5 separate regions of the Mus musculus genome follow, and all the other regions are linked to region 1. Evidence: chromatin contacts called from public HiCAR-type, HiChIP or PLAC-seq and promoter capture Hi-C data. All regions are on one chromosome and are shown on one strand. The core of a region is the stretch at or near the end of the contact, and the rest is flanking DNA. Distances in the headings are between cores, read along the strand shown.

Evidence for each region. Promoter capture Hi-C pulls out the DNA fragments that hold promoters and counts their contacts. HiCAR-type assays count read pairs that join an accessible place to other places. HiChIP or PLAC-seq counts read pairs in DNA pulled down with a chosen protein or histone mark.
Region 2: a HiCAR-type map of astrocytes shows a contact between it and region 1, with 3 times the contacts expected there. The contact joins the promoter of Fscn1 here to the promoter of Chst12 in region 1. A contact is called at or near these places in 2 of 115 datasets of contacts at active chromatin or transcription factors (astrocytes and embryonic forebrain).
Region 3: a contact with region 1 is called in an H3K4me3 HiChIP or PLAC-seq map of pro-B cells, with 4 times the contacts expected there. The contact joins the promoter of Tnrc18 here to the promoter of Chst12 in region 1. A contact is called at or near these places in 3 of 39 promoter capture datasets (the SN4741 cell line, cranial neural crest and pre-B cells), 1 of 484 Hi-C or Micro-C datasets (uterus) and 6 of 115 datasets of contacts at active chromatin or transcription factors (the 230-238 cell line, acute myeloid leukemia, astrocytes and 3 more).
Region 4: a promoter capture Hi-C map of liver shows a contact between it and region 1, with 6 times the contacts expected there. The contact joins the promoter of Radil here to the promoter of Chst12 in region 1. A contact is called at or near these places in 4 of 39 promoter capture datasets (the 3T3-L1 cell line, embryonic stem cells, hippocampal neurons and 1 more) and 1 of 115 datasets of contacts at active chromatin or transcription factors (astrocytes).
Region 5: an H3K27ac HiChIP or PLAC-seq map of embryonic stem cells shows a contact between it and region 1, with 4 times the contacts expected there. The contact joins the promoter of Papolb here to the promoter of Chst12 in region 1. A contact is called at or near these places in 1 of 39 promoter capture datasets (liver) and 2 of 115 datasets of contacts at active chromatin or transcription factors (astrocytes and embryonic stem cells).

What each region holds. Positions count from the first base shown.
Region 1 is chr5:140,502,458-140,507,514 of GRCm38.p6, reverse strand. Chst12 (carbohydrate sulfotransferase 12) reads right to left here and starts at 1,906. Exons shown (of 2, transcript NM_021528.3): 1 at 1,819-1,906. Gm38728 (a long non-coding RNA gene) reads left to right here. Exons shown (of 5, transcript XR_001785006.2): 5 at 4,092-4,428.
Region 2 is chr5:142,957,331-142,962,387 of GRCm38.p6, reverse strand. It overlaps Fscn1 (fascin actin-bundling protein 1), which reads right to left and starts at 2,033. Exons shown (of 5, transcript NM_007984.2): 1 at 1,108-2,033. The coding sequence starts at 1,939.
Region 3 is chr5:142,815,672-142,820,728 of GRCm38.p6, reverse strand. It overlaps Tnrc18 (trinucleotide repeat containing 18), which reads left to right and starts at 3,067. Exons shown (of 28, transcript NM_001122730.3): 1 at 3,067-3,457. It overlaps Gm31365 (a long non-coding RNA gene), which reads right to left. Exons shown (of 3, transcript XR_377182.4): 3 at 4,737-5,057.
Region 4 is chr5:142,548,730-142,553,786 of GRCm38.p6, reverse strand. Radil (Ras association and DIL domains) reads left to right here and starts at 2,689. Exons shown (of 15, transcript NM_178702.4): 1 at 2,689-2,807.
Region 5 is chr5:142,527,956-142,533,012 of GRCm38.p6, reverse strand. It overlaps Papolb (poly (A) polymerase beta (testis specific)), which reads left to right and starts at 2,937. Exons shown (of 1, transcript NM_019943.2): 1 at 2,937-5,057. The coding sequence starts at 3,127. The coding sequence ends at 5,055. The region is part of intron 2 of Radil (Ras association and DIL domains); the gene reads left to right.

The sequences.
Region 1 (5,057 bases), core at 657-3,156:
CAGGGCATAAGGCTCTTCTCAAGCAGAAATCCGTCCTCCCAGAGCTGGGAGAATGGCCGAGTCGGTACAGTGCTTGCCACGCAAGCACACGGACCTCAGTCCAGATCCCCAGAACCAATTAAGTGCTGTGTGCCTGAAACCCTAGGCCAGCCAGCCTTGCCAATTGGTGAGCTCTAGGCCAGTCTGTTTAAGAGCAAGGACATGGCATTCCTGAGGACGACACCCAACGTTATTCTCTGACCTCCAATGCACCTGCATACACACATGGACATGCACACAACTCCTTGCCCGCCCCTCCAGAAACTAGTCTTTCCCCCACAGGCCCCACCCCTCATGAGCACAGCAACTCAACGTCTCCTGAATTAGCTGCTTCCAGTCTTCAATGCTAAGGGTTTCTTTTGTTTGGTTTCTTTGAGACAGGGTTTTATGTAGCCCAGGCTAGACTTCAACTGTAGACCCTCCTGCCTTCACCTCTTGGGGATTACAGGTACGTGCCACCTTTCCTGGCATTCTCTTTGCATACCGCAAACGTCTTTCATACACTTGGCACTCAAGTGGCCCTGAACCAGGACGACCTGAGCTACCCAGGGCCCATGGTTCCCAGCATTCCACCCAATATGGTGGTTTGCCCTTACAGCAGGAAACTGAAGATGCAGACCCACGAAAGCGACATGACAATACGGGTACAAGCAAGCTCAGCCCCAGATCCTAGCAAGGAAATTAAACATGAAGGTACAGGCAGGCCCTTTTGTAATTTTTGTGTTGTTTTGTTTTAAGTCTGAGTCTTACCCTGTAGCCCAGGCTGGCCTGAACCTCACTATGCGGCCCAGGCTGCCCTCAAACTCACAGCAATCTTCTTGCCTAAGCTCACAAGAACTGGCACCACGCTCCACCTTAGGCAACTCGCTCCACCTTAGGCAACTCGCGAAGTTGCAGTATCATACCCAGCACATAGCAGTTTCCCAACAATCTTTTTTCTCTCCTTCACACCCGGAAACAGGGCCCTAACTCATGTTACCTAGGCTGGAGCCACACGGTGCTGTCCCAGCAATGGAAGGCTCACAGCCCCGTTCTCCCCCGAGGGTGACATTCCCACTCAATTCCGGGGCTCCCAGCGCAGCGTGGGATTATAAAATAAATAATTTAAGAAGGGTGCAAACATTACAGCTCTCTGTGCGACAGCTAGGCGGATGTGCGGAAGGAACCCAAGGTCTGCCAGCGATGTCTTCGTGGCCAGAAGCCCAAAGAGAAGATAGGTCCTACTGTTAGCCACTAATGCGCGGCTTCCTGTGGCCCACCAGGCATGAGGCTGCTGCTGGGGGCACCCGCAGCAATGCACAGGGCAGGAGGATGCTCAGTAGACTGGGGTGAGATGTGGGGCCAGTGCTTGCTCGGTACAAAACCTGGCTTCGGAGACAGCCTCCTGCAAGGTCTGGCCGGGACACTGCAGCACAACAGTCTCTGAACAATTGCTTTCTCGCCTGGACACCCAAACAGCCAGAGGCAAAACTGGGAAGGTGTTTTCCCAACCTCCGAGCCAGCCGCTACTACTGCAAAGGAGGTCGGCCAAGTGGCCACACCTTCCTCCACGCATTCTGCAGGGCTGCACAAGAAGATGGCTCAGAGAAGGTGCACGCTTGGCTAAGGTTACACAGCCAGCTGGACAGAACTGGGATTCGAACCCGGGACCACGTGGGAGCTGCCTAAGCCAGGCAGAAGGAGGTACCAATCTGCATCGCCAAACCATGGACCATCGCCCCACCCTAGGACTCGGGACTCCTACGCACCCCTCGCTCTGCTCGAGCCTGCGCTCCTCACCTAGCGCCCGCCACAGTCACCGCCGCTGCTGCTGTTGCTGGTGATGCTGATTCTGCAGCCGAAATCGCCTCCTCCCGCTAGCAGCCCCGCCCGAGGCGCGGCTCCGCCCCCAGGCAGACCTCCCTCCATCCTCTCGCGAGAGCTAACGAGCGGGACTACGCCCGTTCTGGATGCGCTTGCGCACTTCTCCCCGTTCCTGCCCTCGCCAGCCAGTGCCATGTGGCACCTTATTTACGGCCAGAGATTGGTCCCACCCACCATCCCTGAGCGTCCCGCCCCTTTTGCAGCAACCAATCCGGAGTGGGGGCGTGGCTGATCTCAAGGGGCGTTGCCTGTCTCGCAGTTTGAACTTGCAACGTGGGCTGTGCAAGCTGACAATCCTGTCAGAGTTTATGGGGCTTAAGAGAGACCATGCAGGTAAAGCTCTTAGTGAGAGCCAGGCATGGTGCAAGCTGTCACCGCAGCTACTTGGCAGGGGGGAGGGAGGAACGGGAGGGGCTGAGGCAGTAGGATAGGAAGTTCCAGGTTAGCCGTACTTAATGAGAGCCTGTCTCAAAAACAAACAAACAAACAAACAAACAAGGTATGGGGAGAGGATTCAGTGGGTAAATGAGGTGCTCGCCTCACAAAGGTGAGAAACTGTGGTCAGATCCACAGAACCTGTGAACAGCCCATGCTCGTGAGCCAGGCTCCGTGGTGCTTGCCTGTATGGCAAGACCGGGAGGCAGAGAGAGAGTCTGGAGCTTGCTGGCTCCCTAGCCCTCTCTATATGGTGAAGTTTCAGACAAAAGAGAAGCTCTGTCTCAAACAGAAGTTGGAAGGTGCCTGAGGTTGTCCTCTGAGTCCCACATATCACACATGAGGTGCACACATGCACCTGCAAAAGAAAGCTAGCGTGGTGACGCACACTTAACATCCCAGCACTGAGCTGCCTTCCCAAAGCAGGGGACTGGTTCCGAGCCAACGGGCTCTCCCAGTGCCTAGGGTTAGAAGCCTCTTTCTGTAGCAGTATGACACAGAATGGCAGAGGACAGAACCTAGGAAGATTTATTATATTCTGGTGGCAGATGATCCCATCTTACTAACTAGGATTCAAAACCTACAGCTGAGTCCCCTGGGTTGCCATGTGTGCGTGTGACCTGCTCAGGCTGCTCTAACTGTAACACAGACCCAGCCTCAACTATGGACAGCTCTTTTCCTAGGGTTCTGCAGGCCAGATGCCAGGAGTTGAGGTAGCAAGCAGGCTGGTTCTTGCAGAGAGCCCTGCAGGAGCATCTTCCAGCCCTTCTCTTTACCTCCCTTTTGCGTACTTCAGCCCAGATTTCCATTTTCATAAGGGCACAGCCAGACAAGATCAGGACTATCCCATGACCTCATTTCATTACCATTCTCCTGGCTCAGTCTCCAAATAAGGTCATCTCTAAGGCACTAGGAGCTAGAGCACCAACATCTCTTTCCTTTTGGGGCTGGAAGATAGAACACAATTCAATCTATAACTGTAAGTTCGAGGGCTCAGGTGTGGTTCAGGGGGGGTAGAATGCTTGCTCTGCCCTGGGCTCCATCTCTATCAATGTATAAACAAGGCATGATGCCACACATCTGCAACCCCAGCATTCAGGAATTGTAGGCAGTAGGATCAGAAGTTCAAAATCATCTGTGAGCCAGGCGTGGCGGTGCACACCTTTAATCCCAGCACTCGGGAGGCAGAGGCAGGCGGATTTCTGAGTTCGAGGCCAGCCTGGTCTACAAAGTGAGCTCCAGGACAGCAAGGGCTATACAGAGAAACCCTGTCTCGAAAAAACAAAAAACAAAAAACAAAATCATCTGTGGATGTACAGTGAGCTTGAAGATAGCCTGGGCTACATGAGACAATGTCTCCAACAAAACAAATGAACAAACAAAGCATAAATGTTATATACTACATTTTTTTAGACAAGGTCTCTCTATATAGCTGGGGCTGTCCTAGAATTTACGGAGATCCACCTGCCTCTGCCTCCACCATGGCCTCTGCCTGCCTCTGCCTCCCAAGTGTTGGGGTTAAAGGCATGCACCACTATGCCTGGCCAGTAAACCCTATTGCATTTTGTTTAGGCAGGTGTGGTGCTCACTGGTAACTTGGGCAGGGGAGGCAGGATTGCAAGTCTGAGGGCATCCTGGGCTAGCTAGATGTTATTCTCTGTTACATACCTGCTGGGATGGCTCAGGCCTATGTAATCACTGACAACACCAAAGTCGACTGAAGCTTCCGAGCAACCGGGTGGTCTCCATTGCAGGTGGAACTGCAGCAGTGTCGTGCTGCCTCCTTAAGAAGCCACCTGACATGCCATATAAAACATGCCCTTTCCTGGGCTGGGCAGATGGCCCAGTGGGGAAGAATGCTTGCTGAGAAAGCATCAGGACCTGAGACTGAACCCTCCCTACCCTCAGCGACCATGTAAAAGGCTGGGTCCAGCCCCGTGCATGCCTATGTCATCACTGCTGAGGATCGGTGTAGCCTCCCCACCCCCAGCCTGGAACCTGCTGGCTCAGGGGTGGAGTTTCCTGCTCATTCCTTCTGCCACGCCCACTGCTGGACCGTGCCGCTTTGCTGCTTGGAGCCACACACGTGTTCACCCTGCTACTGGACCCCGAGACCAGTTGGCGGGAATCGGGTTCCCTCCCTCTTCCTTTATAACTGAATGTCAGAACTAGTAAAATTGAGCTTTGAACAGGATGAACTTGTCTTGGCTCCGTTTCTTCTTTCTCCCCATCTAGTTCCTCACTTAGCTCGAGTGGCCATCTCAGTCGAACCGTTCACGTTGCGAGCTGCTGGCCGGCCGCAACAGATCGGGAAGAGGCAGACAGGGGAGGCCTGATGCAGCTCGCTGGCCATCAGCCGGATTCCAGCTTCAGATGGAGAGCCCTTTCTCAAAGGACTTAGACAGAGTGTGACAGAGCAGAGTGTGACACTCCAGGCCCTTGCCTGTGTAGGAATGGCCGGCCACGTGCACTTCTGCACAGCACACAGGTGCTGTGCTAGCTTGCTTTCTGTTGCTGGGATAAACAATGACCAAAAGCGGTCTGGCGGCAGAGGAGGAGAGTGTTTCAGCGTACAGGTTACAGTCAGCGTTGGGTACAGGGAGATCAAAGCAGCAGCTTGAAGGCGGGAACTGAAGCAGAACAAGAGAGGAACTAACTGACTGAGCCAGTGGTGACGCCGCCCACAACAGGCTGGACCCTCCCAAGCCTGTCCATCAAGA
Region 2 (5,057 bases), core at 784-3,283, 2.5 Mb before region 1:
CTTTTGGAGGGACACTCCGCCGAGTGCCGGACCGCAAGGCGTGCATAGGAGGGCAGGGAGGGCGCCTGGCGCGCAGCCACCCGCGCCACGCCGCCTGCCAGCCGGGGTGCGAAGGAAGAGCCAGGCGGCTTCACTCCGCGCCTTCTCAATGAACCCTGGACCAGGGACAACGCCTGGAGGGTTGGGGGTGGCTCTTCCGCAGAGGGACCCGCCTAAGCCGATCCCCTCCCCCAGCTCCGCCGCATCTGGTTTTCCCATCTGCAGAGCCTTAGCAGGACAAAGGGGACGAGGGAGGGCCCAGCCGTGGCGACCCGCCCCCCTGCTCACAAAGGCCGCGGCCCGGAGCGCCAGGCCTTAGCGAGGGGAGATGGAGTGGGGGAGGGGAAGCCCCTACGGACAACCCCACCACCACCAAGAGTCGCAGGGCCGACCCCGCCCAGCACACCCCGCCGGGATCAAAAGCCCCTCCAACCTCCTCTATCTCGCCATTTAAGGCGGGGAGGGCAGGGGTGACTGTCCCCTGGCCCTCCAGCCAAAGGCCCGCGAAACGGGAGAGGACGCACGAGGAAATGAACAAGGGGGGGTGTAGGGGGAACCCTTCCTCTCCAAGACCTGGGACAGCCTATCCTAAAGAATCGGCTCATGAATGGGGATGGCTCAGACTGGGAAGGAAGAGGAAACGGAGAAGATCTAAGCTAGGTCTATGGAGTCCCACGCCCCCAGCCGGGGGGGGGGGGGGTGGTGGTGGACAGTATTGCTTTAGAATGTGTTAGGCCTTACCCACTTCCCCACGTCACCTTCTCCCAGCAGAAGAAGCCTACGTCCTGAACAGAGGGGTGGTACATGCCTTTATTCCCAGCACAAGAGACAGGAAGGAAGATTTCTGCGAGTTCGGGGCCAGCCCAGTCTACATAGCGAGTTCCAGGATAGCCAAGGCTATCTGGTGAGATCAGATCTTTCAAAATAGAAGCCCACCTCCTCATGGCGGAGCCCAGAGGCCTGTGAGCCTAAAGGGAGCCCAGGAGGAAATAGGGAAATAGAAGGAGTGCAGAGATGCTTTTGTGCACTGGGTCAGGACCCAAGGGAGGGGACATGTCCCCAACTCACCCTGGCGCGTGGACACGTTCCTCTCGTTGGCCGCCTGCAGCACCACCTGAGCGCAGCTCTGTTCCAGGGCGAAGAGCTCATCTTTGCCCACCTTGGTGGCCTTGCCAGCCTTGAGGGTGCCGCTGGGCCCGGACGGAGCCAGGTAGCGACCTTCGCAGTCGCGAAAGGCCACCTTGCCGGAGCGGAACTCCAGCGTGAAGCCCGTGGCGGGCTCCGGCCGTGCCACAAGGCGCCCGTCGTGGCGCAGGAAGCGGTGGTCGGACGTCTGCACACTGTAGCGTTGGTCCTGGAAGGCCAAGGTGATGAGCGAGTCGACGCCCCAAGGCACGTCGCGGTCTACCGCGATCTCGTCGGCCGGCCGCGCGCTCAGATGCGCGTAGCGCTTGCGGGTAACGCTGTAGATGTTAACCTGCGGGTGCATGGCGATGTGCACGCTCCACTTCTCGGCCGGCGACACGCTCTGCGCGAAGCAGGACAGGCGGTCCTCGGTGCCGCCAAAGTAGCGCCGGTGAGCCTCGGACTGCAGCGACCAGCGGCCGTCGTCGTGCGCCACGACGAGAAAGCGGCAGTCGCCGTCGGGCACCTCGCGCTCGCAGGTCACGTTGCCGTCCTTGTCGGCGGCCAGGTAGCGACCCAGGTGGCTGCGCAGACACACGGCCGCGCTGCCCGCCTCATCGGGAGGTTGCTCCAGCGTCCAGATCTGCTTCTTTTTCAAGCTACTAGCGGATGCGTTCACCTTGAACCCGAACGCCTCGGCTGTCAGGTACTTGTTGCCGCAGCTGATGAGCCCGAACTGAATCTGCACAGCCTCTGCCGTGCCGTTGGCGGTCATGGTGGCGGAGGGCGGCCCGGTGGCCCCGGGAGCTTGGATAGCTGTGCCCGACCTCCTTTGTTCAACACGGCTTAGCCCGCTGCAGTTCTCCACAAAGCCAGCCCGGCGGCGCCCAGGGTTTTATAGGAGGATGACGTCACCGTGGCCACGCCCCTACCCGGGCCTGCCGGGGAGGGGGCTCTGCAGCGCGCGCCCGGTCCCCTGCGCTTCCCCGGAGTGTTTTTCTGGGGTTTAAGACCGGGTTTCACTCTGTAACTCAGACTAGGCTTGAAGTATCTGTGTGGCTCAGGCTGGACTCGAACTCATAGCAGTCCTTCTGCCTCTGGCCCGTTCGTGTTTGCTAGTCCATTTAACTGTTCCTCCACAGTCGTGCTCTGCAGTAGTTGGCTGATCTCCAACTTTCTCCTGCTCTCTGAGGCCATCCTGAAACACCCCTACCCCCAAACCCAGTCGATGGGAAGGACCAGGTTTAAGATAATGATCCCTTCAGGATGGAGGGAGGGTCCAGGGTGTACCAGGAAGTAGCCTTAGAGCCGGTCCTTGAAGAAGCCAGAGACGCCAGAAGGGTCTGGGGTAGAAAGGAGGTTAATTTCTAGAGAGGCGCATGCAGAGCCCTACCTGCCCCGCCCGCCTCAGGGTTTTTCAAGGCCTTGTAGCCTGGGCCTCCTGAGCAGAAACCGAGATTTCTATTCCCGGGTCAGCATAGAGTACAGCCACCTTGCTGACTCTAAATAAATTGTGGTAACTGTGGCCCAAGTCAGTGGCCCACAAAAGTCCCTACTGTGGTGATGCTCAAGCCCCGGGGTGCTGGTCTACCAGGAAGCAGGGTAGGTAAGGCAGGAATAGTGGTCTCTGTTTATGAAGACATCAGAAAAGCAGGTCAGCTCCCTAGAATGGCACAGCCCCAATGTACCTCCTAACTGCAGCCCCTCAGGGTTCCAGACCAGAGGGACATTCCCACAAACACCACCTCCCACCTCCCACCACACACCACCCCACGTAAGAACACTTCCCTTTGAGTTTCTGGAGGACTGAGACTTCTCCTGGGACATTCCCCACATGCCAGGCAGGCCCCTGGAATGCTGGCCCTACCCCAGGCTGCCCACAAGATCTGGGCCCCTGGCCCTTCCCAGCCACAGGCTGGGCAGGGTACTGAAACTGACCAGTCTTCACGGTGATCTGTGTCCAAACGCATCTCTGTCCCAGGCAAACCCCTCCAGCGACCATCAAAGGGGAAGGGGAGATGGCATGGCTTTCCCATCATCAAAGGTCAGTCCTGACAAGTCCCTAGAATCCTTGCTGGGACATCTAGTTCCTCCCTTAGAGGTCACAGGAAAGGTCACCAAGTTCGCGGCCGATAGCCAGCCATCCTCTCCTGCTGTGGGACTTTGCACAGGTTACTCTCACTCTCTGAGCTCTCCTTCCTCTGTAATAAAGACACATATTCCTGGGTACAGTGAGTCACACTTGTAATTCCAGAACTTGAGAAGCAGGGACAGGAGGATTGCTTTGAGTTTAAGACCAGCCTTGAGGGAGCAGGTCAGAAGACTGGAAGCAGTAACAGCCAAAACCCGATACTGAGGGTGCCCTCTCTGCCATCCGGTACTCTGTTCAAACCTGTTTAACCCAGAGCATCGCATCGTGGGCAGAATCGGACAAGTTGGCCTCATTACACACCAGGCTGTTAAGGTTAAGTCAATGCTGCTATGTGTCAGGGCTCCGTGAACGCTCTGTATTGATTAGTCACTGAACTTCACGTCAGGGCATGGGCGTGCTGGCCATCCGAGAGCTTTAGGCTTAAGCTATGGGGGATGCCTGGGTGTGGTAAGGCAAACGCCAGCACACCAGAGGTAAAGGCCGGAGAACCGACAACACAAGGTCATCCTAGGCCTCTGAGATGACCTTGAATGCCAGGCCAGCCTAAGCTATATGAAACCTTGCCTCAAAAACCCAAAGCTGGGAGCTCGGAGGGTAAAGGCACGCTCCCGGGCTGAGGGGCTGAATTTAGTCTCTAGACCATCATGATGGAAGGCAAAACCAACTCCCTTAAGTTGTCCACTGACCCTTCCCATACTGCCCCCTCTCACTTCATGTACACACACACACACACACACACGTAAATGCAAAAGAAAGGCCAGTTGTGCAAGCATGACCTCACCTATAAAGCCAGGCCTGTGGTGCACATCGAAAAGCCCACCCTGAGCGGTCGGCTCAGTCAAATCACTGAACTCAGCTTCAGTACGAGGGACTCAAATCTAAGGTGGGGCTCAGCAGTGAGCGAGCTCCTCTCAAGCACCCTAGTTCAGTTCTCAGCACCCGTGGGGGCTCACAACCACCTCTAACTCCAGTTCCCAGAGATCCAACAGTCTCTCCTGGCCTCCTCAAATCCCTGCACCCACAAATCTTTTTAGAATTTTAAACTGGGTGGTAGTGGTGCACACCTTTAATCCCAGTACTCTGAAGGCAAAGGCAGGTCTATCTCTGAGTTTGATGCCGGCCTGGTCTACAGAGCAAATTCCAAGATAACTGGACCTACATAGTGAGACCCTGTGTTAACAACGGAGGAGCTAGTCAACGAGATGTCTCAAGCAAGCGAAAGCGCTGGATCCAGGTCTTAGACCCACACAGAGGGAGAGAAGTGACAGCCACAAGTTGTTCTCTGACCTCCACACATGTGCTGTGGTGTACAGTGCCCACAGCCGCTCACACACAGACAATAAAACTAAGGTGGAGAGCTCTGGAGAAAGTTACCCATCACTAACCTCTGGCCTATACATACATGCTCACATGTATACACACACACACACACACTCATGCACATACATATACACACATGCTCACACACATGCACATAGTACACACACACACACACAAGCAAACACACGTGCACACATACACACATTGAAAGACAGTTGTGGAAGGAAACCACAGAAAGGCTCTTTGGGTTTTCCCTTAAGATGAGTTTGGGTCCAGCACTCAGAACAGAGGCTTAAATGTTGGGGGACTTCCATCTGGCTCTGGGTGAGATCATCTGTGGAGAATTGAGGTTCATCTCAGCAGAACCGAAGCCTTCATTGTTCTCATTTCATGTGCAGTCCTTGGGAACAGATAATACACC
Region 3 (5,057 bases), core at 1,818-4,317, 2.3 Mb before region 1:
TCAGTTTCAGGACGAATATACAGGGCTTTTGTAGATAAAGTGTGGCCCAGCCCGGCTTGGAGGTTATTTCCCCAGACCTGGAGACTCTCTGAAGTGGTGGTGTAGTGTAGCCTCTGCTTCTCTAGAAATGTCCCCACGCCCCAACATGGCTCCCGACCACTGTTAAATGTGGGGGACACAGGGACAAGGAGACCTGGCCTGTGCACCGCACGTTGTACTTGGCAGCCTTGAGAGTTGCAGGGGTTTGCTCAGTGTTCCCCTCCCGGGGGCCAGGGATCGGGGCCACCGTTCCCCAGGTTCAGCGCACCCGGTGGCCTGAGGGCCGAGTGGCAGGTCGAGAGGGGACTGGGGAGCCGAGCCGTACATTCCAGAGGGGAGCGGGTCGAGTTCCGCCCCAACCTCAGCCCTAATGAAACTCTGGGTCGGTCGGTATGCCACGCCGACGGGGCGCACACTTGAAAAATGCAAACGCCATCGGCAAATCCGGGGCAAATTGGAATAATTTTTTATTAGCAGCTAAATGATTTATGGCACACATACCCCGCCGTCACAATTACGGCGTCTTGGAGCATCCAGGGGTGAAAACATTAAACATTTATAAAAACAGGCCTTTGTTTTTTTCCAACCCCGCAAGCCTTTTGCACAATCCCCCCACCCCACTCCGACTCTCTCAAGATACATATTTTTTCTTGAGCTGTATTAAAATAAGAAAAACATTCTGGATCCCGGGAGGGATGAGGGGGTTGGGGGGAGACCAGGGCCTGCGCTCTGAATATTGGAGGGCGTTGGGGGGTGGGGGAAAGCGAGCGACTGAGGCGTGGGAGGGTTTAACTAGGAACCCACAAAGGCCTCTGGATAAGACTCAAGGGCACTAGGCGCCCCCCACCCCCTCAGCCCGTTTCTCTCTTGTTTCCAGAAGCCCTCGCAGCTTAACAGCATTTATTTTATTTCTTGCAATCAACTCCCCCCCTCCCCTAAGGCACACAGACACAATACCTCCTTTCTCTAACCCCCCTCTCTCCGTCTTTGCTCCTGCCGGTCCCCGGGCAGCACCGGTCGCCTCCGGTCGCCCCTGGCTGCCACTGAGACCCCGTCGCCCAGCTCCGAGCGCGCGGACACCGCCGCTCAGTTCCCCTCAGCTCCGGCTATTTTCGTTCTTTTCTCTCCCTCTCCCTCTCTCTTCTCCCTCCTCTCTCCTCCCCCCACCGAGCTCCAGCTTCTAAAAGAGGGCAGCCTAGAAACCAGCCCAGAAAGCTCCAGGAAGGGCAACTTGAAACTGCTCTCAAGAGGCTGAATTTTTTCCCCCCTTCAAATTTATCCTGGAATTAAATTAGACACCCCCAGCTCTCTCTCGAATCTTCCCTCTTTTTTTTTCCTTCTAAAAGTGGAGGAAAGAAAAATAGAACGGATGAGCACTAACTAGCTCATTAAAAAAAAACTCTCAAAAATTGCCTTAAAAATGGATTTTCTTAAAAAAAAAATAGCAGCAGCAGGAAAACGCTGAGTCCGCAGAGCAGGGCGAAAGAGCGGGCTTCTTTTGTTTTAATTAAAACCCTATAGTTGCTCTCGAGGTAGGATCTGCAAGGCTCTCTGTCTTTCCAAGCTTCCTTTCCAGGGTAGGTAATGCCTAGCTGGGCTCGGGCTCCGAGAGGGTGCAGGGGATCTCCCCACCCTTTAGAACGGGTCCCTTCGGCAAGGATCACACTCCCTGGGTCCCCAGTCAGGTAGACTGCCGTCGGCGGCTCCCTGCCACTTAACTTCGAAAGTTTTTTTTTTTTTTTTTTTTTTTTTTTTGCTGAAAGAGCAAAATAAAAGTACAAAGTCTGGGGGATTAGTGCTCCCCTCCCCCTCTGGCCGCCGTGGCCAGCCAAGCACTTTTGGGCTTGGCTTGCTTCCTCTGAGCTCAACAGATTTTTTTTTTTCCCTTTCCCGGTCTCGCCCTCCCTGGAGGGGGCGCGGCGGATGGAAGGCGAGAGAGGCCCCCAGCCAAGAGGTTTTTAATATTACACCTTAATAGGTTTCAGAAGGCCCCGTGGAGAAATGCTAATAGGGCTGAAATGTCAGAACCGAGAGGGATTCAGCTCGCGTTCCGCCGATCTAATCCTTTTTTCTGCTCTGGTTTTTCTTGGCGGGGAAAGGGGGAAGGAGGGGCGCCCACGCCAAAAGGGGCTTTGGGGAGGGGCGCGCGGTGCGCACTCGGCCGCAGAGCCCCACAGCCCGGGTTTCTATAGGAACCTTTTATAAGATGCAACTCACCGCTGCCGACCGCCGCGGCCTGTCCAAAATATTAATCAGTAAAGCCTTCTGACACCGCGTTTCAGGGAGGGGACCCGCAGGCAGGGGCAAAAGGAAAAAAAAAAGGCCTTGTCGCCTGCCTGCCCACCCCACCCGACCGCGACTGCTAGGGGGAAAGGGAATGAATCGCTGCTTTATTTTAAAAGGCGAGAGTGAGCGAGCAAGCGAGAGAGAAGCAGGCCTTGTTATTTTTCGTCTGAACCTCGCTCTTTGGAGTGGCACCCTAGAGAGGGAGCGCCGGGCGCGGGCGCAATGAGCAGCTCGCCGGTTCCCGGCTCTTCCCGGCTAGCTTGTCACCTCCTCCCGAAGAAGGAAGCTGACAGGAGGCCTTGCAATGCCCGGGATTGCGGCGACAACCATCTTCCTCTATTTTGATCACTCAGCCCAGACGCAGGAGGAGGGGCTGGGATGTGGGGGGAGGGAGAAGGAGAAAGAAGGGGGGGGTCTGCTGGAGCTGGTGTGGGGGAGGGCTGCCTAGAAACGGCTCGGAAAAATTCTCACCACCAGTTTTGATCATTCAGCCCCGCCGTGGGGAGCCTGGAAACTGCTGGAGCCCCGAGGTCCGTAATTGGTTTTATAGGAATGGCTGAGGGCCAAGGTGTTTACATGCGCGTGATGGGCGGCGAGCGGGACCAATGCGCTGCGGCCGGGGGCTGGCCCGAAGGGGGGGGCGGGCACCCGGGAACAATGCGTGTTTCTTCGCCTGCGAGGCTCCCCTCCCCCGTCCCCCTTAAGCCCCCCCTTCGCTTTTTTTTTTTTTTTTTTTTTTTTAGATCCAGCGAGAGGAACTTGAAAGGGGGGTTGTGTAATGTACCTTTTCCAATCCCGGGCTGTATATGGAGATTTGGGATTCTTTAAACCGGCGCTACCTGGATTTTATTAAAAAGCGGGGAGCTCGGCGGGAGGAAAGCTGGCTTTTCCGGGGGCTGCGGGAGCGGGGCCGCGGGAGGGCGGAGGAGTTGGCGCGCCGCGCGCCCGGCCCGGGGAGCGGTTTTCTACCAAAAAAAGGAAAGGCGGGCAAAAAGTGTGAGGCGGCTGCGGGTGGCGGAGGGGAGCGGCGGCCGAGGGATGGCGGGCAGTACGGGCGCCTAGCCGCGCCAGGAACCGCGGCGGTTGCCGGAGTCGCCGTCGGAGCCTGGAGCCCGGAGCCCCGCCGCGCCAGGTACGCTCCGGGCCCCGATGCTCCCCGAACTTGTGCAGCGTACCCCTTGGGTCCGCAAAGCAGAAGGTCCCCGAAACAGTCGGGGTCCCCAGAAGGGAAGCGGAGGGCAGGGATCAGGGGGAGAGGACGCATCGCTGCGCCTTGGACTCCCACCCGAGCTCTCAGTCTGCAGCACCGCCGAGGGCGGCGGTTCCCTACTTGGTTCCCGGCAGGCGGCGGGCTAGCCCGGGGACGCCGAGACGGTTTCGATTATAGGCTGTTTTTAATTAAAAGCCGGAATTCAGCCATTTTAGCTGCATTTAAGAGGGGAAAAGTAGAGAAGGACGCAGTGGAACCCCGCAGATAGCCACGCCAGCTTCTCGACCATGGCAAAGGCTGCTCCGTAGGGCTTCACCCCGACTTCCTTAAAGTGGGGCGCCTGGGCTCTGCCTTTTTCAAAACGCTGCCTTTAATGAATATTATCTTTAAGTGTATGCGGGAAGCTCCTGGCGCCTTTGAGACAAGTATCCCGGGCTGTGACGATCCTAGATTTTTTCAAAAGTAAACGCGATTCTGGTAACCAGAGCCTGATAAAGAGCGAGGGCGGGCGAGAGGAAGAGGGGGTGTTGTAACCAAAGCCACGTTAAAATAGGCGTCCTTAGCAAAGTTGGGGGAAGAGGACTTTTGGGTCTGGGCGTAGGGCGGCTGGTCACCCGGGAGCTGTGGCTTAGTCTCCGTCTGCTAGAGCGCCCCGGTTCTCCCGGAACCAGGGGGTCTAGAGTAGCCTGGGGCTGGTAGTCAGGGAGGGAAGGGTGGGCTCTCTGAGACCTCCCTACCCCCTCGGGAACAGGAAAGCGACAGATCTTTTAAACAAACAGCTTAAATAGGACTTACAGGAGGGTTTACCCGATGCTGGGGAGGCGCCCCTCCGCTGGCCCGCGCTGTTAAGTTATTTTTTTTCCTTTGTAGGTTATTTTGGGGGTGTGTGGGTCACAAAGCTAGGGTAGAATTGAGATCTTTGGAGACCCCTTCTTTCTTCTCTGATGATCCCCAAATCCTCCACACCAAGCCACGTTCTCCGGGCATCGGTATTCCCAGGCCCGGGCGTTGGAAAATGAAACCAAATCTTGTTTTGAAGGAGTCTTTTTCCAGTTCACGGGCGAGAATGCCACGTCTCGGGGACTCGGATTCTGCGACTCCCAATGGCCCAACGGGGGCAGCAGGAGGGGGGCGGTGATCTTCCTTTAAAAATAAACCCGTTTCGTATCTGACCTTGGTAAACAACAACAAAAAGCCCCTAAACCGAACACCCCTTTTATTATTATTATTATTATTCGCGGCTCACAAGGAGAAAAAAAAAAGGGAGACGAGGGCCCTAAAAAGGTTAAACATTAAACTTTGCGAATCAGATAGTTGGTATGGCGTTATGGACACATTTCAACCAACTCAAAAGCATTCGAAGTTTTAAACCTCCAGAGCTTGTGACGCCTGAAAAATAAACTACGGGTTTGGATTTAGCTGAACGGGCGCGGTCTGTTGAGTGGCCTTCCCCAGTTAGGGAGAACTTCGTAGGCAAGAGACGGGGCTGGGACACAGCGAGCCGGGCCGCTTCCCTGAGCCA
Region 4 (5,057 bases), core at 1,440-3,939, 2.0 Mb before region 1:
AGCATTGCATTTTCGAGCAAACCCTCATGAGGTAACAGAAAGAAAGCAGCAGACAGAAAGTCTTCAAGGATGACAATCCCTCAAAAGCCTGTCCCCGCGACCTGCTCCTTCTGGCTGGGCTCACTCTATAATGTCTTTACAGCCTTCCGAAATAACACTGCCAAATGCTGGCCACACCTTTGAAACGTAAGCCCAGGGTGGATGTTTCACATTCAATCCACTACAGGCCACAGATCATCAGTCATTTAGTACGTAAATAAACAATCTTAGCTGTGTCCCAGTAAAACTTTACAAAAAGTAGTCCAATCTGGCTCCCATGCTGTATGTAAGCAAACAATTGTAGCTGTGTCCCAATAAAACTTTATTTACAAAAACTGTCCAACCTGGTTCCCAAGCTGCAGTTTGGGGTTCTCTGCAGAGACAGGGGTGGGAAGTTTGGAGGTGGGACTTGGGTCATGGTCTGGGATGTGGCAGAAGGAATATCCAAGCCTGAACCCAGCCTCTCTTCCTAGCTCTGATAACTGCCTCTTCAGGTTTGTTATTGTTTGTAGGAAATTGTATGGAAGTATTCTAGTATATTGTTTGGTTACAGCCTCCCAGGCTGAGGTGCATGAGGAGGCTGGTGTGAATGGGGTGGTGCCCTATAAGGGTGCCCTGTAAGGGTCTATGGGGGGCCAGTGAGGTGGTTCAGCAGGTAAGAGCACTGACTGCTCTTCTGAAGGTCCCAAGTTCAAATCCCAGCAACCACATGGTGGCTCACAACCACCCCTAATGAGATCTGACGCCATCTTCTGGTGAGTCTAAAGTCAACTACAGTGTACTTATGCATAATAATAAATAAATCTTTTTTTTAAAGGTCTATGGGGAGGGTACTAGTTCATCATATAGACAAGCCAAGTCTTAATTGACCTTCAGTCAATGGACTTCTGAGAGACACTACATCCTCAGGAAGAAGTTGAATAGTGGGAACCTTTTAAGAGTTAGTGTGTGTATCCGAGCTGGGCTGGGTAAAGCCCCCAAGCATAGGACCTGACAGAAGAGGTGCTCTGTAAATGTCTGTCCCCTTCCCCTGGTCTCAAACATGGGGCCATTACTTTACAGCAGCGGTTCTCGACCTATGGGCCACAACCCCTTTTGGGATTGCATATCAGGTATCCTGCATACCAGATATTTACATCCCAATTCATAACAGTAGCAAAATTATAAAGTAGCAGTGAAATAATTCTATGGTTGGGGGTTACCACAACATGAGTGTTTTAGTTAGGGGTTCATTGCTGTGAAGAGATGCTATGACCAAAGTAAAAGAAACATTTATCTGGGCCTGCTTACAGTTTCAGAGGTTCAGTTCATTATCATCATGGTGGGAAGCATGGCAGCATCCAGGCAGGCATAGTGCTGGAAGAGGAACTGAGAGTTCTGCATCTCGATCCGCAGGCAGCAGGAGGCTGACCATATGTCATACTAGGTGTAGCTTGGGCATAGGAGACCTCAAAGTCCACCCCCACAGTGACACACTTCCTCCAACAAGACCACACCTCCTAATAGTGGCACTCTCTATGGGCCAAGCATTCAAACACAGAAGTGTATGGGGCCATATCTATTCAAACCACCCAGTGAGGAACTGTATTAAAGGGTTGCAACATTAAGGAAAGTTGAGAACTACTTCTCTACAGTATAGTTCTTGACAAACTGCCCACAAAAAGATATACTTCTCGGGTTAGGGTGTGCAGTTTGAGATCACTGAACATACCAGAGAGAAGTCAAAGCAAAATACATTATTTGGGTCAAGGACCTAGAGCTGATTTGGTCCCATTTTGCATGGTTTAAAGTTAGTCTGCCATAATTTGACTTGTGTTTTTAAAATTCTGGCTGCTTAGGGTTGAAGTGATTCAGTTGGTAGAGCATTTGTATTGCATACATGAGGCCCTTGGTTCGATCCCCAGAACTACATTAACTAGGCATGGTAGTGCAAGCTTGTAATTCCAACACAAGGACAATGGAGGTAATAGCATCAGGAGTGCAAGGCCAGCCTTGGTCACATGGAGTTTGAGGCCAATCTGGCATCTATGAGACCCTATCTAAAATGTAAAATAAAATTCTACGAAGGATACATTAAAATTAAAGAACTGGGGTTAAATGCTGACAACACACACTATATACACGTATGCAATTGTCAATGAATAAATAAAAATATATTCAATAAAATAAAAGTCTGGCCTTCCTGTCCCTGGTCAGTTTCATGCATATTCAGTTATGTACCTGTCCATCTTTGTCCACCCCTCCACCTTCGTCCACTAACTGGGGTGGAGGCCAAACACCACCTACTTGATCATAGAGTACACAACCCCAAAGCAGGGGGGCCCAAGAACAGGCCACGCCCTTCTTTCCTGCAGCCCCGCCCCTTGAGATACCACGACTCGACTTTGGGAAACTAGCCCCGCCCCCTTGCCGAGGCCACGCCCACTCAAAGGCCACACCTCTTAGAGAATCGTTCTTACCGTTGGGGACCAGAAGGGGGCGCTAGCGCACAGCCTATCTTTCTCGGTCGGCCAGGCCCGCCCTAATACATGTGACCCCGCCCACTCGAGGCTCCGTCTCTGCCCATTGGGCGCTGAGGTGTCAAGTTTCTGTTCGTCTCGCCCGACTCCCCGCCCTTAGAGGCTCCGCCCCCAGAGGCCCCGCCCCTTCGGAGGCCTCGCCCTGTCCGTTGCGCGGCCGGCAGGAGGCGCTTCGAGCCGGGCGCCAGCTCGGCTAACGGCGGGCGTGGGAGCCGCGCGCGGGGGACGCAGCTGACAGGCTGCGCTGAGGTGAGTGCGGGGCGCGAGAAGGAAGGTCAGCAGAGGCCGAGGATGGCCCAGGAGGTGCGGCTGGGCCACTGCGGGGACCCGCGGAGGGTGCGGAGACCGCGGGCTGAGACACGGGTGGCGGGGCACGCGCTGGGGCGGGGCCGCGCTGGTCACGGTCCCCACGGCGAGTCCGGGCGCGATGGAGGCAGGCTTGCTCGGTTGCCATGGAAACCGGCGAGCGCACGGGGCCTGGAGCGGCCCGGGGGAGCTGCACCTGAAGGCCGGGTGGGCGCGGGTTGCGTGGCCCCGTGGACTTCCAGGGGCAATCCGGGTTCCGTCACTCGTGGCCAAGGGACCTTTCCAGGCCTCAGTTTACCTGGTAGTGCTTTGGAGGTGCAATCTAACCTGGAACAACCCGAAAGAGCTCAAGGCGGGAGTCCCGCACTCGCCCACCAGGATGGTGGTGACACCCCCGCCTACACCCGTCCCGCATCGCGTCTCCTCCCCATCGGTGTGCCCGCGAGAGGCATTGTTTCTCCAGCTATTTCTGTATCATTTCCAGCCAGTCCCCCGACAAGTGCCGCGCCTGAGACAGATGCTGAGCTGGAGCTCCGAGGCCCTCAAAGGGATCTGGCTTCTGTCCCTGGGGAGCCCTGGGATGGGGGCCTGACAGGCTGCAGACCTGCCCGGCCCAGCCTCTGTCGCCTGTCGAGTGTTTGGTTAATCTGAATTACCAAAAAGAATTTGATTACTGGTGTCTCTCGGTGCTGCGGGCCACCTCTTGTGCATTCCAGAGAGGAGCTTCTCTTTAATCCTGCTGGGAGAAGTCAGTCCCTTTTTGCTAAGTGACTAGCGGCCCAAATGAAACCTGATTGAATTATGCTTGCCTTTAAAGCCGCCCTCCAGCTGGAGCCATAAAGATAGGATTTGTGGATGAGGGGAGGAGGCTAATGCGCCGTCTGCAAAGTTGACTGCTCAGTTTTTCTTCTGTTGGAATGATAATGTGTTCCACATTGTCCTGTTGGAACAGAGACGTCCCTCCACCCATGTCAGCCGTCGTTGACCTCACTGCCTGCCTGGTCTCTGTGACTTAACCTTACTTTTTTTCCTTTTCTTTCTTTTTTCTCTTTTCTTCCTTTCTTTTTTTCTTTTTTAAAAAAGCAGAATCGGAGAACAAGAAAAGAGACAATTTCTGAGGCAGCCACGGCGAGAGCCCTGCGTGTACTCTTGACTCTCTGGGACCTGAGCTGTCCTCAAATGTTTGTGTGTCAGAGGCGAGAATGAGGCAGAAAAAGGAAAAGACAGGTCATACTTCCAGAAAAACAGATCTGGTTACCCAGGGCGTACTCGCCTCTGTAGGACTTTCCCTGAATTCCAAGTGGCCTTTTGAGAAACATTTTTGTCCTGTGTGGACAAACAGGCTCCACTCTTGATTCTGTGATTAGGAAGGAAAGAGGTCTACAAGCCACTCAGGGCCACCTCAGGGCCCACTCTTTAGTGGCCGTGGGGAGGATGGGCATAAAAAAAAAACCCAAACTTTCTGAAAAACCAAGAAGCGAAAGCTCGGCATTCACTGGGACTCGGGGCCCTTGAGGAGAGACGCTGGTGAGGAGTGAGTCACACCCACCCAGGTTCTGTCATCTCCTGCTCTTCACACTTTTCCCAGCTCTGTCTTAGAGTCCCTCCGGACAGGAGGGAGGGGCCACTTCTGAGGCTCCAGTTTGCACCCCGTGACCCCAAGACCCTAGGAGGGGGCCTAGTAGTTACACATTTGTACTTTTCCATTTCTCTTGCCTCTTATTTATTTGTGTTTTGAGTCAAACTGCATAGCCACGGACGACCTTGAACTTTAAAAAAATATATGTTTATTTATTTATTTTTTTACCATGCGTCCACATTTTAAATTTTATAGATTTTTTAAATATTTAAATTAATAATATTACTGTCTGTATATGCATGCACATGCTTAACTGGTGCTCATGAGGCACTCAGGGGACAGCTTTTGGGGAGTCCATCCTCTCTGTCTAGTATGTGAGATGTGGAAACTGAACCCCAGGCTTGGCAGCAAGCACCTTTGCCATCTTGATGGCCTAGTGACCTTGACTTTCTGACTGTCCTGTCTCTACCTTCTGAGTGCTGGGATTACAGGCATGTGCCACCTTGTCTGGTTTAATTATGCCGTGCTGAGAACGGAACCCAAGGCTTCATGCATGCCGGGAACTGAGCTATCATTGCTTTCTTCTAGATAGGGTCTCTCAGCTGCAGTTGGCC
Region 5 (5,057 bases), core at 1,688-4,187, 2.0 Mb before region 1:
CATGAGTGCATAAGTGTGGGAGCTAGGGCATGACCTCAGGTGTTATCCTCAGGAGCTGTCCACCTCATTGGTCAGCATCCCATCAGGCAGGCTCTCTAGCCTTCCAGTACAGGAATCTGTCTGTATCCCTTCTCTAATCCCGTCTGCAAGTGTGCCCCCACTGGGCCCAGTTTTTATATGGGTTCCAGGGATTGAGCGCATGTAGCATCCTGGAGATGCCTACATAGCCACACTTCTCTGACTGACCCTTTCCCCGGAAGAAGCACAGGATCTCAACTAGTTATGAAAGTGTAATTTCTCTGGGAGGCATTTGTCAGTTTGGATGACTAAGAAGCTTAAACGTGGAGCTGGAGCACTGGCTCAGTGGTTGAAAGCACATGGCAATCTTCCAGAGGATCAGAGTCTGAGTCTCAGCACCTCTGTCGGAGCAACAGCTGCTGGGGTGAGTGTATACGCACTGACAAATACACAGACACATGCAAATAAAAATAAAACCATAAGAAAGGAATTTGAGCTTGACAGTGGACAAGAGAGACAGAGCCCATTGAAACCTTAGAAAGGCAAGAAGGTAGCACTGAGACCTGCCCTCCTTTCGGAGGAAGCTGGGCTCTCCAGAGGCTAGCATGTTGAGTACCTATCTGGCACATAGATAACAAGGAAAGTTATCTTTCTCCACCTGGGTTCTGGATGGTGAAAAATTTAAAAACTTTCTTGATAATTAAAAAGCACATTTTGTCCCACATGTATTTGGGTCTGGATTATAGTGGATAAAACATTAAAAGTCATACCAGGTGTGGCACACCTTTAATCCCAGGACTCAGGAGATAGAGGCAGGAGGATCTCTGTGAATTTGAGGCCAGCCTTGTCCACATATTGTGCTCTAGGACAACCAGAACTATACAGAGAGACCCTCTCTCAAAGAAGAAAAAGAAAAGCAAAAAGAAAAGAAAGAAGCCGGGCGTGGTGGTGCACGCCTTTAATCCCAGCACTCGGGAGGCAGGGGCAGTCGGATTTCTGAGTTCAAGGCCAGCCTAGTTTACAAAGTGAGTTCCAGGACAGCCAGGGCTATACAGAGAAACCCTGACTCAAAAAAAAAAAAAAAAAAAAAAAAGAAAAAAGAAAAGAAAGAAAAGAAATCACATACACAGCTTAGTACAAGAGCATCTAGCAAAACCAAAGGAAATCCTACCTGGATTTCCATATTCACCAGGCATGGGCATCCCAGTCCTCTCCACAAATGAGCTCATAACAAAAATCAGAGAACACAAAAGGGAAAAATGCCCAGAAATTCATGAAAGACAGCACACTACAGAATTAGACTCTCGGAGACATTACTGGCTACTGAATACTAATGAATGCTCACCATATTTGAAGAGATGGTAGGATGAAAACAGTGTATCACCTCCAAAATAGAGACAGATGTTTAAAAGAACAAGAGAATTATGCTGGTTAACTTTAACTGTCAACTTGTCACAATCTAGAATCAACTAGAAAGTTCTTTTTTTAAAAAAATGTTTTCGCCTTTAATCCCAGCACTCGGGAGGCAGAGGCAGGTGGATTTCTGAGTTCGAGCCCAGCCTGGTCTACAAAGTGAGTTCCAGGACAGCCAGGGCTATACAGAGAAACCCTGTCTTGAAAAAAAAAGGTTTTCCAAGTTTCCAAGTTTTAATTATGTGTAAGCATGTGCCATCAGAGGCCAGAGGTATCATAGGGAACCAATCTCCTATCCTGGAAAAGCAACAGTGGTGCCTTCTCCTCCTCCCATCCTTCTTCTGAGCCACCTTTCCAGCCCTGGGAAGAGATTCTTAATGAGGAATTACCTAGATCCAGTAGACTTGTGGGTGTGTCTGTAGGGGACTGTCCTGAGTGTTCATTTACACAGGAGATCCAGCCCATTGTGGGCATTCCCGTCCTTAGGCAAGGGACCCTGGACTGTATAAACAGGAGAAATAGATAGATGGATGACAGGAAGCAGGCATGGGTACATTTGTTCTCACTGCTCTTGACTGAGTGTGATGTGGCTAGATATCTTAAGTTCTTCTCACCTTCCCTGTAACTGACGGTAACCTGGAATTGTAAGCCAAATAAACCCTTTACCCCTAAGTTGTGTTTTCGTTTGTTTTTTTTTTTGTCAGCAACAGGAGTGAAACTGGAACAATTATGCTACCAGTAACACAAAGGTAAGTATTTAAAAGAATATGTAAGTTGGTTCTCTCAGTGGTAGTGTGTGAGGCGCTTGGATCCCAATACCACAAAAGCAAAGAGTGCACTTCAGTGGTGCTTCAACTGCACACTATATATAACTTAAGTGAGAATGGAGAAGTGGGAGATCTGGCGTCACCCAGGAACAAGCACAGATCTGGAGCACGGGAAGAATGGGAAGGTTTATCCTGTATCCAAACGAAGAGAACAAAGAGAATGTCGGGAAGAGCATATTCCAAGCATAGGCGTGGGAATCTTCTAGAGGCCACAAAATAAAAAGGACTTCTTGCTCTGATGCAGGAAATCCAGCGCGCCCTTGTAAATTGAGTATATTCACCTTGCACGCACGCACACAGCAGTGGAACTGTGGGATACTGAGAACAGAAATCTGAGTATGGGCTGGCAGAAGACGACGAAAGGGCCATAGTTTTGGCTTGATGGTAACTTCTCAGCAGGAGCCAGGGAAAGTAGAAGCCACCCCAAGAAGTGACACCAGGCCTGATGAGAGCACCACTGTCGCCCTGGGCCTAGCTGGAGCATCCTCTGGAACCTGCTTGGGGATAGAGGACAGTGCATTGTCCCTCAAGAGAGACTTCTCAGAACCGGGCAGGCCGGGCCGGGATGGAGCTCTTCCGGAAGCCTTCTAGCGCGAGAATTTCCTCCAATCTCGTGAGAGCGGCAGCGGCATCGGCCGGTGCGTGCGTGTGCCGTCGGTTCTGGAACGCGACCGCTGAGGAGCCCGGCGCCATGTTGGCCCGGAGGGATACCAGGGGAAGCGCTTGAGGCGGCGGGCTCGGAGCGGAGCGGGGGCCGACAGGGCCGGCCGGCAGGAGCCCGCCCCTCGCGCCTTCGGATCATGAGCCGAGCAGAGGCCGTCGAGGTCGCGGTGGCGGGGCAGGTGCCCTGGCGGCGCGGGAGCTAGAGATGATGCCATTTGCGGTGACCACCCAAGGAGCACAACAACCGGCTCCCGCCCCGAAGCAGTTCGGCATATCGTCCCCCATCAGCCTGGCCGCCCCCAAGGACACAGACCGCGAACTCACCCAGAAGCTGATCGAGACCCTCCAGCCCTTCGGGGTGTTTGAAGAGGAAGAGGAACTGCAGCGCAGGATTTTAATTTTGCAGAAATTAAATAATCTGGTGAAGGAATGGATCCGAGAAATCAGTGAAAGCAGGAATCTTCCACAAGCTGTAATTGAGAATGTTGGGGGGAAAATTTTTACGTTCGGCTCTTACCGATTAGGAGTACACACGAAAGGTGCAGATATCGATGCTTTGTGCGTTGCACCAAGACACGTGGATCGAAATGACTTTTTCACCTCCTTCTATGACAAATTGAAACTACAAGAGGAAGTAAAAGATTTAAGAGCTGTTGAGGAGGCCTTTGTGCCGGTTATCAAACTGTGTTTTGATGGAATAGAGATTGATATTTTGTTTGCAAGATTAGCATTGCAGACTATTCCAGAAGATTTGGACCTACGAGATGATAGTCTGCTTAAAAATTTAGATATTAGGTGCATAAGAAGCCTTAACGGTTGCCGGGTAACTGATGAGATTTTACATCTAGTACCAAACATTGACAGCTTCAGGTTAACACTGAGAGCCATCAAATTATGGGCCAAATGCCACAACATCTATTCCAATATATTGGGTTTCCTTGGAGGTGTTTCCTGGGCTATGCTAGTAGCAAGAACTTGCCAGCTTTACCCAAATGCAATAGCATCCACTCTTGTGCGAAAATTTTTCTTGGTGTTTTCTGAGTGGGAATGGCCAAATCCAGTGTTGTTAAAAGAACCAGAAGAACGAAATCTTAACTTGCCTGTATGGGACCCAAGAGTGAATCCTAGTGACAGGTACCATCTTATGCCTATAATTACACCAGCATACCCACAGCAGAACTCCACGTACAATGTGTCTGTTTCGACCAGGATGGTCATGATTGAGGAGTTTAAACAAGGACTTGCTATCACACATGAAATTCTGCTGAATAAGGCAGAATGGTCCAAACTTTTTGAAGCTCCAAGCTTTTTTCAAAAATACAAGCATTATATTGTACTTCTGGCAAGTGCGCCAACAGAGAAACAACATTTAGAGTGGGTGGGCTTGGTGGAATCAAAGATCCGAATCCTGGTTGGGAGCCTGGAAAAGAATGAGTTCATTACTCTGGCTCATGTGAATCCTCAGTCGTTTCCAGCACCAAAAGAAACTGCTGACAAGGAAGAATTTCGTACTATGTGGGTGATCGGGTTAGTGTTGAAGAAGCCAGAAAACTCTGAAATTCTCAGTATTGATCTCACCTATGATATTCAGTCTTTCACAGATACAGTGTACAGACAAGCAATAAATAGTAAGATGTTTGAGATGGATATGAAGATTGCTGCAATGCATCTAAGAAGGAAGGAACTTCATCAGCTACTTCCAAATCATGTTCTTCAGAAAAAGGAAACCCATTTAACAGAAAGTGTAAGGCTGACAGCTGTGACTGACAGCAGCCTTCTCTTGTCTATAGACAGTGAAAACAGCATGACTGCTCCTTCACCTACTGGCACTATGAAGACAGGTCCACTGACTGGAAACCCTCAGGGCAGAAACAGTCCTGCTCTGGCTGTTATGGCAGCATCTGTGACCAACATACAGTTTCCTGATGTTTCCTTGCAGCATGTGAATCCCATAGAAAGCTCAGGAATTGCACTGAGTGAAAGCATCCCTCAGATTCCCTCACAACCTACCATTTCACCACCACCTAAGCCTACAATGACCAGAGTGGTTTCTTCGACACATCTGGTAAACCATCCATCTAGACCTTCAGGAAATACAGCAACGAACATACCCAATCCTATACTAGGAGTCTAGAA